Regions from separate parts of the Triticum aestivum genome. Here regions 2 and 3 are each linked to region 1. A link is a contact called in public Hi-C and HiCAR-type data. All regions are on one chromosome and are shown on one strand. Each heading gives the region's core, a stretch centred on a gene start, on an enhancer-like site or on the middle of the called end of the contact. The rest is flanking DNA. Distances are from core to core; before and after follow the strand shown.

The links. A called contact is a pair of places that touch in the nucleus more often than the background predicts. HiCAR-type assays count read pairs that join an accessible place to other places.
Region 2: a HiCAR-type map of leaf shows a contact between it and region 1, with 8 times the contacts expected there. The contact joins two enhancer-like sites. A contact is called at or near these places in 2 of 5 Hi-C or Micro-C datasets (both in leaf) and 1 of 1 datasets of contacts at active chromatin or transcription factors (leaf).
Region 3: a contact with region 1 is called in a Hi-C map of leaf, with 5 times the contacts expected there. The contact joins the promoter of LOC123119153 here to the enhancer-like site in region 1. A contact is called at or near these places in 2 of 5 Hi-C or Micro-C datasets (both in leaf).

The regions. Positions count from the first base shown.
Region 1 is chr1B:272,002,451-272,005,366 of IWGSC CS RefSeq v2.1, reverse strand. No RefSeq gene overlaps it. Among protein-coding and RNA genes, the nearest start is that of LOC123119169, 100 kb to the left of the region's middle. Within about 2 kb of position 1,661, at least 8 of the 8 cell types and tissues checked have an H3K27ac peak or open chromatin away from gene starts, as enhancers often do. A contact at or near this core is called in leaf, where this site is marked.
Region 2 is chr1B:271,404,606-271,407,565 of IWGSC CS RefSeq v2.1, reverse strand. No RefSeq gene overlaps it. Among protein-coding and RNA genes, the nearest start is that of LOC123119153, 77 kb to the right of the region's middle. Within about 2 kb of position 1,270, at least 4 of the 8 cell types and tissues checked have an H3K27ac peak or open chromatin away from gene starts, as enhancers often do. A contact at or near this core is called in leaf, where this site is marked.
Region 3 is chr1B:271,327,020-271,330,202 of IWGSC CS RefSeq v2.1, reverse strand. It overlaps LOC123119153 (transcription factor-like protein DPB), which reads right to left and starts at 1,458. Exons shown (of 9, transcript XM_044538860.1): 1 at 1,089-1,458; 2 at 112-188. The coding sequence starts at 1,318.

The DNA of each region.
Region 1 (2,916 bases), core at 412-2,911:
GAACAGTTTTTGAATTCCAGAGCATTTTTCTGTAATCATGATTTACTTACTTTGTGAACATTTTTCAATTTCATGAACATTTTTTTTTGAAATTGTGATCATTGATTTAAATTCATGAACATTTTTTTTGAAATTGTGATCATTGATTTAAATTCATGAACATTTTTAAATTTGTGATCATTTTTTGCCGAATTCAAGAACAAGTTTTGAATTATCGAGCATCTTTTTGAAAATCATGATTGTTTTTGAAATCATGACTGTTTTATTCAAAATTAGCATCTTTTCTGAAATTTAGAACCTTTTAATATCCCGAATTATTGAAAAAAGAAAAAAAATAAATGGAAAAAAAGAAAAAGGAAACATCCGCAAAAAAATAAACAGGCGGCGTCCCGGCCACACATGGGCCGGCCCAAAAGGGGAGCGGGGGGTGCACGCCTGCTTCCTTTGTAGCGCGTGCTGCGCCCTATAGGCGGTCCTAGAAAATTATACAGGGTCATATCACCTTGGCACGACTTAATGGAATAAAACCTGGCCAAGTGGGCCGGCCCACTATACCGAGGGTGCGGGTTGCTTGTTCTAAGTGCTCCTCCACAAGATTTTTGAATTCCTAATGAAGGGGCACCCTTTGCAAAGATCACTCACAACTACTCTGCATGAGCGTCAATTGTCATAACCTAGGAGTTTGGATGAGATTTCTTCCTATTCGCACGAGGGATGAACGGATTTGTTTATGCTTTTTTTGTAAATCTTTTTTAATGATATATGTATTGAACCATGGGTTGAAATCACGGACCGTTTTCATCACGCATTTGTCTCATCGAAACCTTCAAAATTTAGATCCCATATTAACAGGTTTTGATGAATTTTTTTGTTGTAAAAAATTATGCTCCCAAAATGAGCAAACATGTGCTTCCAGATTGCAGTAACTTGTGATCTCAATTGGAATTGGTGCTCCCACAGTCCCATGGAGAGATGCACAACTGTGTTTTTCAAATAAACTAATTTAGGCTTTTCACATGCCTGTGCTCCATCCAGAAACACGGCCATGCTCCTGATAGTCGAAATCCCCAAAACCTAGAAAAGCAGAAAGGAAAAAACCTGAAAGCCGAGAAAAAAGCGTGAAAAAAAACACCTCGACGGGGTAGCGTCCATTGCGTGACAGACTGACAGGTAGAGCTAGTTGCTCCCCGAGCTCGCTCGCTCTCTCGATCTCTCCTTGCTTCCTGCGATTGGTTCAAAAAGGAAAGTTCTGTACGATCCCCGCAAAAAAAAAAGTTGTAGTACGATGACCGTGTTTATTCCGTCTCGGGTACTGCCCCGCAGTTGCACGGCTGTATCTCGTCACGTGGTGGCCATGCATGGCCCATGACGAGAAAGCCGACATCCATCGTCCATGGCAGATGTGCTGGCAAGACCAGGCGGAGGACCGGAACAAGCCTGCATGGGCGCATGGCCTCCGCATGGCCAGGTGATGCCACGTCTGCATCACACTGCAAACTCCAAATACCCAATCACTCCATTACCAGTTTGATTTTAGCATACATATACGCCGCTTCGTGGCAAGAGGCAGCGAGCAGCCAGCAGCCAGCGTCCGCAGTCCGGTCAGAGACAGAGAGAGGCCAGCGGCGGCGGCAAATCGATCGGCCCGAACGGGCTAACGGGCAGGGCAGCCAACGCGCCCAACACCAACCGGCCCTGTCGTGAGTCGTGACGCACTCACTCACGCGCGGTGTTTGGGAAAGCTCGGCGATGGCTACTCGGACTCTTCCCCTCGGACCTGTCAAAAGGATGCACGAACGTGGTCACGCAGCGCCCCTCGTTGGATTGGATTGGACTGGAATTTTCGGTGTTCTGCTTTCTCCGCCGCATCATCATTTCTTTTCCATGTCCAGACGTTTCTCTTTTCACAAGGATAATCAAGACCATACGTTTCTGCAGTCCAGGCTGGCTGCGGATCATCCATAATAAATAAATAAAATAAAACAAAACAAAACAAAAGGACGTCGCCATATGTCTGGCTTGCAGATTCTGATCCTTTGTTTTTCATCGATCATCCATCACTGACGCGCAACAATAGAATCATAGCAGTACCTATTCAGTTTTCTATGAGCATCTACAGTCGGATCTCTCAAATCTCAAATCCGCCTCATATGCATGGGCGAACCGCCCAGTCATTGTTCGGTCACGGTTTTTTGATCCATCTACAGCCGGATCTCTCAAATCTCAAATCCGCCTCATATGCATGGGCGAACCGCCCAGTCATTGTTCGGTCACGGTTTTTTGATCCAGAGGGCCCCACAAACACCAGGGCTGACAGACACCCCATATCCAGCCTGACAGCCCGACCCATCCTAAATTGCATCAAATCCATCAAACCCTTCCTCCTTCTCCCACCGCCTTCCAACCATTCCCGCGCCCGGACCCTCACCGCCGTCCACCCTTACTCTCAATCCTCACCTCTGGTCCCGATCTATCGTCGGAGATGCCGTCCAGCCCGACCCACACCGTCGCGATGGAGACGCAGTCCGCCTCGTCCGTCGACGGCGCGATTTCATCGGCGGTGACTTGCAGGCAGAGAACGTCGCCCGCAAGTTGCGACGACGCCGACAGCGAGAGAGGAAAGCGACGGCGCTGTACACAGATTGATCCGCGAGCGTTTGAGGGGTCGGATTTGCCAAATCCGGTTGCAGCTTTTGGGATGTGCGCACATGAGCGTTCCTGCCCACGCAAATATTCGTCAATGTTTTTCTTTCATATATGTTGAATTTAGTGAACTTCAAGTTGAAGCTAAATCTGCCGGTTACGTCCTTTTCATTCATGACACGGACTCATGGAAAATTCAGATAAACAGTGTAGTACAATGTACATGGACAGTCGAACCGCGAGAAAGTCAGACTAATTAAGTTGCAAGAGACA
Region 2 (2,960 bases), core at 21-2,520, 600 kb after region 1:
AGGCTGCGGGGGTAGTAAGGCGACCCGGCGGAGGTGTGCTGTGGCAGTGAGGCAAACCGGCAGGGGCCGGCGCGGGAGTCATGGCGGAGTCCGGGCGGCGAGGCGCGCCGGCCCTCCTGCTGTAGTCAAAGCGGGCGGCGGTTCAGCGCTGGCAGTTTAGAACGGGGCGGTTCATGACCGAAGACAAAACGAGGCCCACGGCTGTGGTTGAAGCGGACTACTGCATTGGTCTTGACCCGGCAAGGCAGTTTGGGGACGAGCGGATGAAGCGAGGCCATGACCCGGGGCGATGCAGAGGCCAAACCGGCCAGTGGCAGAGACGGCTCAGCGGCACAGCCGGATGACGGCGGAGGCGGCGGGCGCTTGAGATAAGGTCCGGCGACCCTCAGCTACAAACGAGTCCGTCCCGATGATTTCTGGTGGCGGCTTGATGCGGGGCACCCACCCGCGGGCGGAGGCAACCCAGCGGGGACCCGGAGTCAGCCGGTGTGGGGACGACGAGCAGGCGACCGAGTCGCGCGGGAGCCCAGCAGGCGTAAGCGCCGCATCATAATCCGCCCGGGTAGCTTGTGCGGTACTCGGGATCGAGCAGAGCGGCGATGGAGGGCCCGGCGGGCGGGGGTCGGAGCCGAATGGGAGCCAGCCAGCGGGTACGGGCACCTGCGGGAGCCGACCCGGCGGGCGCGGGGAACAGGGGAGAGGAGGCTCGACGCCCAACGGCAGAGTGACGAACTGGTGGCCTGCCAGCGGAGGCGAGCCAGCGACGACAGCTCGGAGCCACTCGGAGCGAGGCCCTCCTGGCGATTCAGAGCAAGGCCGAGGCCGCGACGGCAGAGGACGGTGAGCCGGCGACGGCAGAGGACAGCCGAGGCTGCAACGGAAGAGGCCAGCCAGCTCAAAGGCAGACCCGGTTCAAGGCGGAGACAGAGGGACTCTGAGCCAGGGTTGTTGTGGCCACGGCAAACCACGGCGGAGGCAGCGGGCAAGCAGAGACTTGCGCCGGTTGCGACACACGGCGAGAAAGGAGCAAGGGCGCTGGTGCGGGTGGTAAGCCAACGCGTGTGGACAGCAGCAGTTGATAGCAGTGGTGAACCGGCATGCGGGGAGCAGCAGGATCCGGCATTTTGAAGATGGCCAGCTCAGGCTGCACATCTCAGGAGCGGTAGCTTATGGTAACGGCGGCCTCGAGATGGCGACTTAAGGCGGAGCAGCGACACGAGGCCGAGATGACAGCAGAGGATGCGAATCCGGGTTGTAACGGTGGAGATAATCCAGATCGCCGTTGTACGTCTGTGGAGACAACGACTTCAGATGCAGGGCAAGACGAGGCGGCGTCGGCGACTCACCGCGACAGCACGTTTTGACTAATTCGAGTCATTCATCATATCAGCTTCCGGGTTACTTCTGTACTCCGGGTTGCCGCAACGTGTGGCTCGGGAAGAAGGCGGATTAAGGCGAGGGCGACTCAATTACAGGAAGCGAGCACGCATTCTAATCCGGTTTCGGGTCGCAGCAACCCCCTTTTTTGTTTAGCACCACTAGTCCACGGTTGATATTTTCTGGTAGCCTGGTTTGCCTTTGATCGACGCGTAGCGCAAACGTGGATCTCCCTTCTGTAGGATTTGGCCACTGTTTCTTTCCTTACCCGTACACATAGCGAATACTGTAGCTTGACGTGACGAGTACTAGTTGAATTACTAGTACTTGAACCGATGTAAACAGCCTGTAGTTGAAATCGATCTTCGGTTGAAAAGATGTGGATGGCTGCGGCGCACGGACCAAAACAAAAACGGCGGCCGGCTTTGGCGAGTTATTGATGCAAACTTGACACGCCAAGGGAAAAATAGGTCATATAAGAAGATGGTATTGGTGACTTGTCGCTTCTTTCCTGTTAATCTCGGCAGTTTAAGGTAGCGCACAGCCGCTCCCCTAATTCCTTTGAACTTTAAGTCTTACAGATCTTGAACCCTGGACTGGTGGACTTGAAATTAATGCAAATCCTTCCAAACTGGTTTCTCTTCATCCGGAAAATTATGAACTTCTAGATCCCTGAAAAAAGATCCCTCCAAGAACTCATCACCACCGTGCGCGGGCCCCACTGTGGGCGCCAACTGTCGTGGAATTAACACGTCAGATGTCCTTAGCATGAGGACTTAGTCGTGAGGCCAGCGCATCTATGTGGTAGCTTGAGAGGGGCTGAGTGGAATCGAGAGACACAACAGAAGACAAGGGTTTAGACAGCTTCGGGCCCCAGGAAACATCATCCGGTAACAACTCTACATGCTGTTTGAGGCTAGATCTCATTATCATCACGAGGGAGTCACCATAAACCGGCTCTCCTCTAGTTGTGTCTAGCCCTAGAGATTGTTTCTTGCTCGTCCCTCTTTGGGGAGCCCTGCCCCTCCTTATATAAGTTGAAGGGGTGGGTTACATGTAGAGTCCATCTCGGACTAAGACTTAAACTATTTTGACTTCCTTTCTTGGGCTTCTTAACGTCTGCCGGTTTAACATTGTCTGCCGGTTTAACATTGTCTTAACACCTGCCGGTGCTACCACCTGTCTTAACTCTGCCGGTTTAACACTCGCCGGTTTACCATTTGTCTTAGCCATCTGTCTTAATTGTCAGCCGGTTTAACACTCGCCGGTTTACCAAGTCCCGGCCGGATTATGACTCCGGCCGGGTCATACAGCGGGGTATATCCCCGACAACAGCCCATCCGTCCTTTGCGGCCCTACTTGTCAGCAGTTAATGGTAAAACCATTGACCCGACGGCAACATCCAGTTTGAGCATTTGTGAGGGTTTCAGACAAGAGAGTGGGGAAAAGTGAGCGAAAGTGTAGAGCATGGGCAAAACTGAGCACAAGAAACCTGGGGCACAAAAATAGAAAACCCTTACTTTTATGTGAGCATCATTGGAATCATCATGCCTAGCTAGAAAGGCATTAAAGAAAAGCGTTTG
Region 3 (3,183 bases), core at 209-2,708, 670 kb after region 1:
AACAGTATGTCATATGTATTCTGCATGCGCCCTATGAATCAGTACGCTTACATGATGATGGGAAGATGACTATCGCAGAGGTACTAGAGGAAAGAAGAGTATTCAACTCACCTTTCATACTGAATTGGCGCAATCCACGGTTACCTTTGTCGGGACCTACTACGCGTGTTCCTTTCTTTTTCTTCTTGCTGCATTGCAAATACCATACAGCTATCTGTCAAAAGTGCACAGCTACTTGTAGATTTTAAGATTTAATAAGTAAAATACTAAAATTACGTACAAAATAATTTGTTGCAATGACAAAGCAGAACCACTGTAAAATATTTTATGCTGCTAATTTTTAATCAATTAAGAATAAGTGAAAAAGTCCAATCTCAAGAAAGAAAATAGAGAAGACGTCTAAATTAAGGAAGCCAACAGGGAACAGCTTAGATTATCGACAAATCCAAAGCACAAAACATGCCAATAACTCTGATAGTCTGAGACTCTGAGTGACGTTCCACTTTTGTCCTAAGGAGCACTCTATGCAATTACACATAGACGATATCGATACCGAGCAACATTTCGATGGTCAGCGAGTGTAAGCAGCACAGCTTGTTATCACACTACTTATCTACTCCTGACAGAAAACACATCTAACACTAAGATACATCCAATAGCTTGAAGCATGGAAGTCCCAAGCAAAATATGAACGCACCAATAAAAGTTCTAGGGCAACGGACTTCAGAGCATGCTGTGACTCAAACAACAGTTAGCAATCGCCTGTTTTTTAACAATCGAATGCAAAGCAATCATAACAATCCGATGAAGTCCAGTAGTTCACCGTCGCATCTTCCTAACACCCTCTTCAGTAGCCAATGCGCACCAATTCAAACCAACACATGCTGCAGGAAGTATGCATCGACTGAATCTAGTGGACAGCGAAATGCAGCTCTCAATAGTACAGCTCACGAGACCAAAATCCGCATCTCAGATCGCAAAATTACTCTATACCGACCCAGTGCTAAAGTTGCGGTACACAGTCCCCGGGCAAAGAAGGTGGTGAGCAACTCAACTTAAGCAGCAACACGACAGCAGATTTCACGAACCTAGCGGCGGGCTGCGACGATGGCGCGTCATCTCCCTGAATTTCGAGATCATTGAGGCGGCGGGCAACGGTGCTCCCGCTGGCCGGCGTGGACGCTGACGCCGAGGTCGTGGCGGCCGCCGCCGCAACCCCCTTGCCGGGCCCGATGCCGCCGGAGGGGGAACCGGCGCTTCCGGCGCTGTTGGAAGCCGAGTGAGCCATGCCGCCGGAACTACGGGCGCTGGAGACCATCGCGGTGGGGATCGCGCGAGCGGGGGCGCAGAATTGGGAGGAGGAGGGGGAGAAAACCCTAGGAACGAAGCGGAAAATGGAGGGAGAGACAGGAACCGACGGGAGAGCGCGGAGAAACGGGCACGAGAAATTTTAAGATTTGTTTTACAATTCTTCCGGGGCTACGTTGATGTGAGTATCAAGTTCCAAACAACCAAAACCGTCACATTCTCTAAACATTAGAACAACTCCAACACGTCGACCCAAACGAACGGTGTTTTTGTCTATTTTTTGTCTGTTTGGATCGGTCGCCCGCTCGGCATCCGCATTGTTTATCATTTAGGTCGGCATTTCACCCAACGCGCTGACCCATATTTACCGTGTGGCCAGCTAGCCGCTGTTTTTCAATAAATACGCATATATTTTGCATTATTTCACAAACAAACATGTAAAAAATAAGATAGTTTCAACCAGATAAATTAGACTAGCTCATACGGACTTACTCATCAATGAGATCACCGGGTACTCCGTACGCAAGTATCTGGATGGCTGCAGTGCATTTCTGATAAGATGAGAAGCCAATCTTTTCAAGGGCATCCTCTTTGCACTCAAAATAGTTATCGTATCTGACCACCCCCTCTCTAATACGGTTGAAAAGATGCCTACCCATACGAAAACGCCGCCGGAGTTTCTGATGTTTGAACAGCGAGTTGGTTGTGTCAAAGTAGTCCTTCCAAAGAAGGAAATGGTTGCTCTCTCAGTTGCGATTCAACGCCGGAAGGTGCCCCGGGTCTCAGCCACGGAACAATGGCCGCTGCCTATTAAGGTGGTCATGGACCAACACGGCAGCCAAGATCTCCTCCTCATCATCGGGCGAGGAATCGTGGAGTCGCGTAGGAAATTGTGGAAGAAGAACTCGTCAGCGGAGTCCATTTTGTACCTTGGTAAATTGTCGAATAGCTTGCGGGCGTCGACAAAGAAGCTGGTCGGCAAAGAGCCGCGCGCCTCCCTTGGACCTGGCAGCGTCCGACAAGCGTGCAGCCGTTAGGACAGCGGGTGTTGTCGCACGAAGGAGCTGGCCGGGGCGGGGAAGCGGCTTCCTGCTCGCGGCAGCGTCTGGGTGGGGTGGGGAAGCTTCGGTGCCCCGACGACGAGGCGGTGGTGCCGGTGACGTGGGAGGTGGTGGCGTTGGGGGAGGTGTGTCGGCACCGGCTGCTGGCAGAGGCACCGGAAATGGGCGTCGGCGACGGGACGGGGGTCGGGAGCGGACGATGGTTTGCTATCAAGGGGTGGGAGAGGATGGCCAATGTGCCCCCGACTGGCAGGCCAGGGGGTACTTGGCACGCAGCGCGCGCGTCTGTCTCGTGTCCGCGCCGACGCAAATCAGACTCAAAATTGGGCTTGAGATGGGTCGGCAGGCAGACGAAAAGCGAAAGCGCATCCGTTTGGATTGACGCGTTGGACCGACTTTTCTGTCCGCTGCGACCCAAATGGATCGCGTGTGGACAAAATGGGTCGACACGTTAGAGTTGCTCTTATAGAACTGACGTCAGATTTTTGGCAATCTCGAGCGAACGACTTATTGATCGTCAAATGACAAGCACATACCTTAAAGCATTGGAGCGTGCCACGTCAACCACGGCGAGTCGATCAAACTCGACGTTGTAAGGCTTAGCACACTGCATCCATCGCCACTGCACCCACTTCCCATTTAAATCTCTCTCCCTCTCCCAGCTACCCATGGTGCTGACGGATCAAGCACCGCCCGACGACAAGGACAAGAGGCCGTGGATACGGGAATAGAAGCGACGCACCCTGTAACTGTCAGTTCGGGATGACCGCAACAGGTTAAGGACCGTCCTGGTCTGTTTGTGTCACCCAAAGCG